Regions from separate parts of the Sus scrofa genome. Here all the other regions are linked to region 3. The links are chromatin contacts, called in public Hi-C and HiChIP or PLAC-seq maps. All regions are on one chromosome and are shown on one strand. Each heading gives the region's core, a stretch centred on a gene start, on an enhancer-like site or on the middle of the called end of the contact. The rest is flanking DNA. Distances are from core to core; before and after follow the strand shown. Region 1 holds the start of PGAP1 (GPI inositol-deacylase). Region 2 overlaps ANKRD44 (serine/threonine-protein phosphatase 6 regulatory ankyrin repeat subunit B). Region 3 holds the start of ANKRD44 (serine/threonine-protein phosphatase 6 regulatory ankyrin repeat subunit B).

Region 1 (3,618 bases), core at 80-2,579, 390 kb after region 3:
GGAGCAGACATCCTGCCTGTGATGTTCTCTAGCTCTCAGACTCAATGTATTCCCTTTTTAATGTACAATTTAAATCCTTTTCCGAAAGATTGGTCATCCCGCCCTTGGCAATAACTCCTCCGCAATTGCACCCCGACCCCAGGTGCTCTTGTATCTGAAAATCATGGTACTGTACAACATAAACTATAAGTTTCCTTTTAGTTTTAAAATTATTTGTTTTTTTTTATCATAGCCAAACTTCCTCTGCACAGCAAAATTCCCAGAAAATCAGCCCAAGTAAAATGCAATTCAATCGGTGCAATTACCTACCTACACACACACACCCATCTGCTGTTGGGTCAGCTTTAGAGGGTGCTACCATGTCTAACTCCAAACATTTTAGTGTTTTGAAGCTGAATATGAATGCTTTTTGAGCTGATTTTTACCACCTTTGTGCGAAACCCAAACCGAAATTCCTCAGATTGAATTAAGTCACCTGAGGGAGTCTGAGTGGAAGCTTGAGCTAATGTGCCTGCACAAGTTAATGTTAACATGGAACCTATTTCCGAAGAGGTGAGGGTGCTGGGGCGCAAGGGAAGTCAGAGACACATTGATTACGCAGATCACCTATGGGGGCGTCCGGGTTAATGGGAAAACCTGGTAACATTTAAGAGATCAAGGATGCTTTCTGTGATTTAGGCTTTCATCTTATACCGAGACGTGAATCGTGCCTACCTGCTGGTGGGAGTTTTGTTGTTGTTTGTTTTAATGAGCCAGTGCTTTTAAGCGCTGTTACCTACTGGGCCGAGGTCGGCGGTCAGAGAAGGCAGAAAAAGCTATTTGTTCCCGGCTCCAGCTAACTGGTCCAGAGAGCTGCGAATATGCTCAACCCTCCCTGGGGGAAGAAACTGCGGAGGCCTGAGGCGTTTCAAAATTGAACGGTTAGGGTTATTTAACTGCACAGGGAGAGCTGTTTGCGACGTGACAACTGATGGTCTCCGGGCTCTGAGGGGACCGCTCTCGTGGCCCGCCCGCTCGCTCTCCTTAATCGCCTCTTCCTCTCCACGCCCGCCCATCCAACGCCCACCCCCAAGCCTTTCCCTCCCCGCGCCTCCAGGACTCCCGCGCTCCGCCCATCCCTCGCTAGTTCTTCTTCTCCCTCCTCGTCTGCTTCTCTTTGCGCTTCACTCCCTTTCCTTTTCCTCGCGCCCTCTCCACTCTCCCTCCAGCCCAGCCCACTCCGCTTTCTGCTTTCTCAGCCTTCAGATTCGCGCTCCCGCGGCAAACGCCGCCTCCGCTCTCCCAGCGAGGAGCCGGGTGGGAGGCGTGAGGAGAGGCTGCGCGCAGGCGCACTGCGCGGCAGGGGCGCGGGCTGGCCGGGCGTTCACGCAGGCGCGCGCCGCGCGGGCTTTGCTCCTTTGCGAGCTGCGGGGCGTTCCGCGGTTCGCTCGGTCAGAGCTGGCGGCCTCGCGGCACCATGTTCCTTCACTCGGTCAATCTCTGGAATCTGGCGTTTTATGCCCTCATGGTCTTCATGGCGACTCTGGGGTTATGGGACGTCTTCTTCGGTTTCGAGGAGAACAAGTGCAGTATGAGCTACATGTTCGAGTATCCGGAGTATCAGGTGAGGTTCCGCTTTCCCTTCACCCGGGCGCTCCGAGCCTCGAGCCCCTCCATCCTGCCCCTTCTCTGCGTTTTCCTGCCTCGGCTCCGCGCGCCTCTCCCGCCCACTCATCCCAAGCTAGCTTCTGCTTTCTCCTCCCCCGAAGACTTCGCAGTCCCCCGCGGCCCCCTTCTCCTGCCCTTTGTGTCCTGTCTTTACGGTGGGATATTTGATATCCGGTTCCCAGAGCATCCTTCCCGCTCCCGTCGAGGTGGCTCCCCAGATCCTCCGTCCCCTTCGTGGTCCCACAGCCCCAGCACCGGCTGTTCCGAAGGGCCGGGCCCGCCGTCGCTGCTCTCCTCGAGAAGTGCCGTCCCATCCTCTCTGCCGAAACCCAAACCTCACCCTCCCGCCTTCCCGCCCTAACAGGTGCCCCGGGCCCCCCTTTGCTTCTGAAGCTTTGCGATTCTTCCGCTCCCTCGCAGTAATTTGCGCGTCAGCTCTCGCTTTTCGAGAAAGGAACCGAGCTTCTGCACAGCGTGTATCGACCAGATAGTTCCCAAGGCCACCTTTGAGACTTAAGGGTTTTACCTCTTGTGAAAGGCCAAACTGATGAGTAATTAAATAGGAAGCTAGTCCTGTGACGGTTTGGCGGAGCCCCCCGTTTTGTAGGTTAGGGGTCCGTGCGTTTGCATGCATCCTGTGTTGATGCATGTCGCCTTTTCCCAGTTGCGCCCAAAAATCTATTTCATGGTGTTATTTTTGTTTTCTCATTGTGTTTGCAATTTAAGAGAGACTTCTTTCTCTCCCTCTCTCCTTCCCCACCTCTTTCGTTTCATTTTAGATTTCTTCTTTTTAAATTTTATTGAAGTGTGGTTGATTTATAATGCTGTGTTAATTTCTACTCTACTGCAAAGTGACTCAGGTGTATATATCTTTTTCATGCCTTTTTTTTATTACGGTTGATCACAGGATAATGAATACAGTTCCCTGTGCTATGCAGTAGGACCTTGTTGTTTATCCCATTTTGAATGTTTTTAATCACAGTTGATTTATTAGCATAGTAGACTCCAGGATTTCATTCATGACCAGCTGTAAACGATATATTACACAATCATCTAAAGAAATTTCTCCTGAATGATTTTTTTTCTTTCTAAACTCCTCTCCTAGTTATGGAATATATATTGGAATGAGAACTCTCTACCATAAAAAAGTATGTACTGTAATGCATATTGATAAAATGCAGTTAAAACCGTAGCAAATTTTTTCAATAAGGTAAAGTATGGAGATCCTGATTGTTTCTGTGTGCAGATCATGGAGGAGCGTATTATTTGATTATCCTGCTATTATTTAATCTTAAATCTATGTAAGGTTTAAATTGCTTAAGGGCATCCTTTCCTATGGGCAAAATTCAGATTTAGATTTCATTTGTTTTGAAATCCTTACCTTGGTTTCGCATCAGTGCTTATAAGGAAGTGGAAGCATTTGATATCAGATGCTCTTGAAGGAAGAGGTTTTAACATGTTACTGTTCTCTCTTAATTTTTATATGAATATGCCAATTTATGTTTATCAGAAGCTATATATGTAGTTAAATGTGTGAGCTTTTAGCTTAGATTTTTAAAAAACTAAAAATTGAGCTCTTATAATCTCTCATTTTTCTATAGTTAAATAATTAGGAAACTCTATAGAGTGAAGTAGGTCATTTTACTTTTGTACTGCATCGAAGAGTTTGGTTAAAATAAAATCGTTTTGGGACAATACAATACTGATTCCCATTTATTTTTAGATTACCCACAATTTTTGAAGCTAAATAATTATGGGTAATAACTAGATTACCTGCAATTATTTTAATATTTGCAAGAGTAGAAATTGCTTAATGTTGGGAACAAAGCATGTAGACCTCACAGATGCATTTTGTGCCTCATGAAATTGACTGGAAAGACACAAAATTAGTGTAGCTAATACAAAAAAGCTGCTGGGGTTTTTTGTTGTTGAGTAGCCTGTATTTAGTTATTTTTTACAGTTTTGAGGTTT
Region 2 (3,305 bases), core at 39-2,538, 320 kb after region 3:
ACCATTAGAGATCAGAGGCAGATAGCTTGTTCCAAGTCGCAGATAGCCACTGGGGCACTCAGAAAATACTCAGCAATTGTCAGGAGAGGAGAGATACTGAGAAAGAAAGAGACAGAGGGTCTGGAAGTGATGAATTTTTTTTAATCTTCTTTTTAAAAGCCTAATGTCTCTCTTTCGCTAGAACCCCGCTGATGCTTGCAGTAGCATATGGACACATTGATGCTGTTTCGTTGTTACTTGAAAAGGAAGCAAATGTAGATGCTGTTGACATCATGGGCTGCACAGCTTTACACAGAGGGGTATGTACATTCTTCCTTGGCTTTAGTCAAGCCGTTTCTAGTGAGCTTATTTCTTCCTTTTCTTCCCCAGATGCATTTTTAGTAAGAGGATTGTTTCCCAAGACAACTCATTAACTTCAGTCAGCCAAAAAGAAATTACAAAATCTTTTGCAAAGATAAAGAAATGGCAGGTACTCAGTTCCTGCTCTTGAAATGTCACGTTTGCTTGTGATAACAGGTACATGAACACCTGCTGTCGGCAGAATGGGTTCTGCCTTCTGATTACATGCCCATCATAAGAGATTTGCAATGTATTTTTTTAAAGCCCGAAGAAAATCACCATCACTAGTAATCCCCTCTCCTGGTGAGAACGACTCTTCAGTGTATATCTCACCAATCTTTTGCTCTCTGTATAGATTTGTTTTAAATTTTAAAAAGAGAATGCTGAAGATGCTGTATGTATTAGAACTTGCTTCTTTTGTTGTTGTTGTTGTCTTTTTAGGGGCACACCTATGGCATTTAGAGGTTCCCAGGCTAGGGGTCAAATCAGAGCTGTAGCCCCGGGCCTATGCCACAGCCACAGCAATGCGGGATCCAAGCCGCGTCTGCAGTCTACACCACAGCTCATGGCAAAGCCAGATCCTTAGTCCACTGAGCAAGGCCAGGGAATGAACCTGCGTCCTCATGGATGCTAATCAGGTTCGCTGACCTCTGAGCTACATTGGGAACTCCAGAACTTGCTTTTCTTCTCACCTTTTTCCATATCACTAAATGTTTTTCTGCCCTATCATTTTTAATCCTTCATTGTGTGTAGGTATAAATTATTCCAATGATCACCTAGTTTTGAGGAGCCATGCTATTTTTAATGCTGAACTGTTTTTTAAAGCATGTCAAAAAATCTAAGTGAAACCAAAGCAGAAATCAGAAAATTGCTATTTCAAGATGGTGCTGGCCACTGTGATCCATGAAAAGAAGAGGAACTCTGAGTGGTTAATGTCATAATCACGGGTCTTATTTCTTGGTACTTCCTGTGGGCCATGCAGCAGACTGGGAGCCTTGACATATTTCATTGGTCCTCACTATAGCCTGTGAGGTCATTATTACTATTCCCACTTATAGGTGGATAAAGTGAGGCCCAGAGAGGCAAACTGACTTTGTCCAAGTTTTATAAGAGGGAGCCAGAATTTACTCACATCTCTGTAATTTTAAAGCTGATGCTTTTCATTATATCACGATACTTTCCTGGTTGTGTTTGGAGAGTCGGGAGATGTTTCTAAAATGCTGATATTCATACAGATCTTCCTGTTACGAACCTTGCCAGGTTGTCTTTCCTCTCTCCTCTGAAGTAGAGTCTATTTCCCTTAAGACTCAGGCTGAGTATGTCCACTACCTCTGAGTCCAGCCTCACTTAGGCAACTTCTTTGCTTCCTGAGTCTTCTGAGATTTGTGTTGTGTTTCTGATTGTGATGCATCAGATTATGACGGGACACGAGGAATGTGTGCAAATGCTGCTGGAACAAGAAGTGTCGATCCTGTGTAAAGATTCCAGAGGGCGGACACCCTTACACTATGCGGCTGCTCGTGGCCACGCCACGTGGCTGAGCGAGTTGCTCCAGATGGCACTTTCTGAGGAGGACTGCTCTTTCAAAGATAACCAAGGCTACACGCCGCTGCACTGGGCTTGTTACAATGGTAAGTTAATTGTCACCTGGCTGATTGCAGCAGACTTCCTACCCCAGCAGCCACTGTGATCTCAGAGGGGGTGAGAACATAACATTTTGCTGAAAAGCATGGTTTCAAATCATTCTACATTCAAGATACTCTTTTTTTTTTTCCCCCTCCGTGGCTACCATGATGCCTTCATGGAGTGAAAATTTGCTTTCCCCTTTTTTGTTAATTGGTAACATGTAACTCCTAATCAGAACTTGCGATGAACTGAAATAACCAGCTTTAATCAACATTTCTTATCTCTATGAGATAACTAGGGATCCTGCAAGGAATTAAAATAACACAGCTGAAACCAAAAAAAATATATATGGTATAAAAATCTGTCACAATTGACTACCATGGTAGATGCATGATTTATCTTTCAGGTATTCTTTTTTAGGTCTCTTATTCTCTATTTATTTAGTTACACTTGCTATTAAGAAGGGTTAAAAAATTGTGTTTCACTTATTTGGGTAGAAAAGAAAATACACACTAATTTCAAAAATACTGAAGCGTCTAAAGTAAAATCAAGTCTTCGTTTCCAAACTCACTTGCTGATGTAATTTGGTGTGTATCTTCCATAATTTTCTTGGAGAATGTAAATAAATACAAATGTATGTGCACCTACTTTTTAAAACTGAAATCATATAACAAATATTATTCTATAACATTTTTGTTATTGTATACTTAACATCCTATTAAGATATCCTTACGAATTAATATGCATTGAGAAACAATCTTTTTAATAGTTGTACTTTTGTAGCAAATTGATTAATAGATATAGACATGTATGAATGTGCGTGTGTGTACCAGAATTTATTATTCATTCAACCAGATCCCTGTTGATGAGCATTCATATTGTCTTCAGATTTTTTCCTGTTACAAACAGTGCTGCAGTGTGTGTATGCATGTGTGTGTTCATGGTATGGTATCTTAAATTGTCAGATAAGTTTCCAGGAGCAAAATTATGATGAGGGCATGTATATTTTTAATTTTAATAAATTTTACCATATTCCTTTAGCATATCAATCATAGTTTATTTTGAATATGAAACCTACTATTTCCCAAGCTTTTGCCAGCCCAAGATGCCAGCGTCTTTTTAATTTTTGTCAGTTTGAAGGGCAAAAAAGGGGTATCTCATTATTTTAATTTGTGTTTCCTTGTCTAATAGTGTATTGATGTATGTATTTCTGTTTCCTCTTCTGGAAATTACCTTTTTCATCTATTGCTCGTTTTTTTCCCTTTTGAATTCTCTATCTTTTCTCATGCATTTGTAGGAGCACTGCATCTTAGCGGTATGAATCCTCTGTGTGTTTTGTG
Region 3 (3,180 bases), core at 618-3,117:
GCAAAGAAACCTAGTTACAAAATCGGATGTTGGACCCGATAGGTTTGAGAACTGTTTGCTCCTCCTTTCAAATCAGGCTCCAAGAACTTGCATGTAGGCATGCCCATGGTGAACCAGAGTGGACCTTGAATACTTCTGCCATATCAAGTCATTTGTTATCACTCTTCTGAAAGATGGCTATATTTAACAAGAGAGGTCAGTGTCCTATCCAGTTACCCACAAAGCCAGGCAGTAATATTAATAAATAGACATACTAACAACAGCAGTGAAGAACTGCTCCACAGATGCAACAAAAGCAAACTACTTTGTGTTTGAGGGAGGCCTTAGGAGGGAAATTTTTTTTAGTCTCTGTGCATTACTGAAGATTAGTGGAGTGGAGGCCAGGAGAGTGATTTCTTGGTTCCCCTTGTCTTCGTGATCTGAATCACAAGTCCATGGTTAGATAATAAATGGGGGATGCTAAGAGCATGCTACCATTCTCTCCTCTCCTTTCTCAGCAGACTGGGGAGGCTCAGAAGTTAGGAACGAAGAGCCCACCTTTACTTTGTGAATGAAGGGTAGCTATTTGGTCTTGCCCCAGGAACTGCAGTTCTGGTTTGCTGTTCAATGCAAGTCTGCTCCCTGCCATGCCAGGGGCATGTGGGGCTGCCTGGGAGCAGCACCCCATGTACTTGCCTACCCAGCCCTTCCTCCTGCAGAATCTCACCTCTTGTCACTTCCCAGGGAAGCCTATCCTCACCTACCAGTCTGGTCTGATTCCTGCATCACAGATTCCTTTCAGGAGTATTTCTCCCCCCGCCCCCAACCCTTATCTCAGCCTGTAATTACATTCATTAGTGATGACCACTTCATTCGTGTCAGACACCCCCTATGACTGGGTATCTGGAATATTTATGCTCCCCCTTTCCTTCTGTGGTACAAAGTCAGCACTCAGTACAGGGTTGTTGAAGGAATCGTTTGCTCGGAATTCCAGAAGTATCAACTCTTCACTATGTGTATGAATATGACCATCGTGTATGCATCTCTCGCTGTTTGACAGCTGGGTCTTCTATCTGTTGAATAGCATCGTTATCTGGAATGAGTCAGAACTGGTGGAAACACTCAAGGGCCCATTAATGCGGTAATTTAGGATCGCTTTTCTTCTCCAGTAATTCCACTTTACCTCCTTCCCTCCCAATGTTTGAATTTAATGATGGGCTTCTGTGTGTTCTAGCTGGGAGGTAGGTGGAGAAAAAGGCGAAAGGGCCAAAGCCCGAATCCCCACCCTCAAGTTTTGAAAAACACTTGCTAAAGAATGTGTGTGTGTGTGTGTGGGGGGGGCTCCCCGCTTTAGATAACGAGAGCATTAGCACTGTGGTACCTGACCCAGGTGTGATCATTTGATGTACTGGACTGTTTCCGGACAGGGGAGAGGTTTAGGGGAAGGCCAATCTAGAGTGTGACCCAGCCTCCCAGTCTCCCGGGTTAAAACTTTGGTGCAGCCTTTCTTACCCCTCGGGGTGTGCCAGCAGGACTTGCTCATCAGGTTGTACGACCGTGTGTGTTTGTGTGCGTGGGACGGGGCGAAGGAGGGTCACGAGCAGCCCCTGGGGATGCCTTTAACCGCGCACGTCCTGGGTCTGGGGGTGGGGGCAGCCGGGGCGACCCTGGGGCCGATATCCCGCTCGCCCCGGGCGCAATGTGCAGGTGCGGAAAGCAGGCGGCAGTCTGGGCCCACGGCGGCGCGCCGAGCACGAGCGGGCGTCGGGGGCCCGCGGGCTGCGAGGCGCGGCCGCGGGCGGCAGGAGGCAGCGTCGGCCAGGCGGCGCGGCGGCGAGCGAGGCAGCGCGCGGTGATGTCAGTGGCGGCCCGGCTGGCAGCAGCCGGTACTTCCTGTATAAAGGCGGGCGGGCTCGGCTGCAAACCCTACTAGCCAGTGTCAGCCTCTCGGCGGGAGGAGGAAGAGGCGGCGGAGGAGGAGCATAGGGAGGGCTGTCAAATTCGGGAGCCAGATTTTTTTCCCTTCCCCTGGCAATCCCTTCCGCTTCCCCGGCTCCTGGCGTGACATCTGTGGACCGGGAACCTGTATGTGTGTGCGCGCGAAGGAGCAGAAGAATGGCAGTGCTCAAACTCACCGACCAGGTAGGGGGCGGCGGCGCCGGCGCCGGCGGGCGGGACGCGCGGGGCGGCGCGGAGCCCCGGCGGGGGGATGGGGGCGCGGCGCGGAGCGCGCCCGCGAGCTGTTTACTCGCGGCGAAGGGGAGGAGTGTGTGTGGCCGCCGGCTCCTCTGAAAGCCGGCGGCTGAGGCTCTCCTTCCCGGCGCTGCCCGGCGCGGGGCATTCGGAACTGCGGGCTCGGCCAGGGGCGCCTTGGGGACTGAGGAAGGGGGTGCGCGGGGGTGCGTTGTCCGCGGGCCCGGGCTGGGCAGGGGGAGGGGAGGCTTGAGGTGCGCCTCCGGCGCTGCGCAGCGTGGGCTCCGCCAGCCCGTGCGGGCCGAGAGGAGGCTGGTCCGCGCCGCCGGCAGGAGGACCGTGGATGGAGAGGGAAAAGGGATCACAGCCTGCGGACCCCTTTCCAAGCCAAGCCGTAGACCCGCCCTGACAGCGATTCTTGTGTGGTCGGGCTGTCTTTATCCTTTTGACATGACATTTTGACTTCCTCTTTAGTAACCCAGAGGCAGTGTGCGTGGTGCGCGATGGGGACTCTTGGAGACCGCGCTCTGGGCCCTGGCCGGGCTCTCCCAGGAGGAGAAGTCCGGTCCGGGGCTCCCTTCTCAGGTAGTGGGCTACCCTCTGTGTGTGTTCATCAGTTTTGTTGCTTTCCGGTTGAGACACCGCACAGGGCAGCCCTGGAGTCCTGGATCGGAGAGGTGGGGTTATTGCTGACTCGCCTGACAGTCCTTGCTGCGGGTCTGTGGAATGGAAATACCCTGCCTTTGCGGACTGTGCTGCTCTGAGGACCTTGACACTCACAGGCGCCCAAGCAAGTTGCATGACAAAACTCTGCAGCTTCTTCCACGAAAGAAGGAAACAGCTTGCTTTTTTCTTCTTCTGCCGTTTATTCATACATGGTGGAACGAACATTGTTTTGTGGTCCTAATAGGCGGAGAGGCAGTCTTGACTTTGACACACGCGGTCGAACATGCCAGTCCTTGGTGTTAAACAGCTTCCTAAGTGGGTTGCATCTGGTGCCTCGCCGTC

What was found. Hi-C and Micro-C count contacts between places; a contact is called where the count stands out from the background. HiChIP or PLAC-seq counts read pairs in DNA pulled down with a chosen protein or histone mark.
Region 1: an H3K27ac HiChIP or PLAC-seq map of alveolar macrophages shows a contact between it and region 3. The contact joins the promoter of PGAP1 here to the promoter of ANKRD44 in region 3. A contact is called at or near these places in 1 of 5 promoter capture datasets (liver), 2 of 47 Hi-C or Micro-C datasets (embryonic fibroblasts and fetal skeletal muscle) and 1 of 2 datasets of contacts at active chromatin or transcription factors (alveolar macrophages).
Region 2: a Hi-C map of alveolar macrophages shows a contact between it and region 3, with 4 times the contacts expected there. The contact joins the enhancer-like site here to the promoter of ANKRD44 in region 3. A contact is called at or near these places in 3 of 5 promoter capture datasets (fetal skeletal muscle, liver and skeletal muscle), 18 of 47 Hi-C or Micro-C datasets (alveolar macrophages, brain, embryonic fibroblasts and 9 more) and 2 of 2 datasets of contacts at active chromatin or transcription factors (alveolar macrophages and skeletal muscle).

What each region holds. Positions count from the first base shown.
Region 1 is chr15:100,818,314-100,821,931 of Sscrofa11.1, reverse strand. It overlaps PGAP1 (GPI inositol-deacylase), which reads left to right and starts at 1,329. Exons shown (of 27, transcript XM_021075856.1): 1 at 1,329-1,603. The coding sequence starts at 1,457.
Region 2 is chr15:100,889,949-100,893,253 of Sscrofa11.1, reverse strand. It overlaps ANKRD44 (serine/threonine-protein phosphatase 6 regulatory ankyrin repeat subunit B), which reads left to right. Exons shown (of 28, transcript XM_021076238.1): 20 at 182-299; 21 at 1,754-1,970. Among named protein-coding and RNA genes, the nearest start is that of PGAP1, 71 kb to the right of the region's middle. Within about 2 kb of position 1,288, at least 1 of the 83 cell types and tissues checked has an H3K27ac peak or open chromatin away from gene starts, as enhancers often do. A contact at or near this core is called in alveolar macrophages, where this site is marked.
Region 3 is chr15:101,209,859-101,213,038 of Sscrofa11.1, reverse strand. ANKRD44 (serine/threonine-protein phosphatase 6 regulatory ankyrin repeat subunit B) reads left to right here and starts at 1,867. Exons shown (of 28, transcript XM_021076238.1): 1 at 1,867-2,121. The coding sequence starts at 2,095.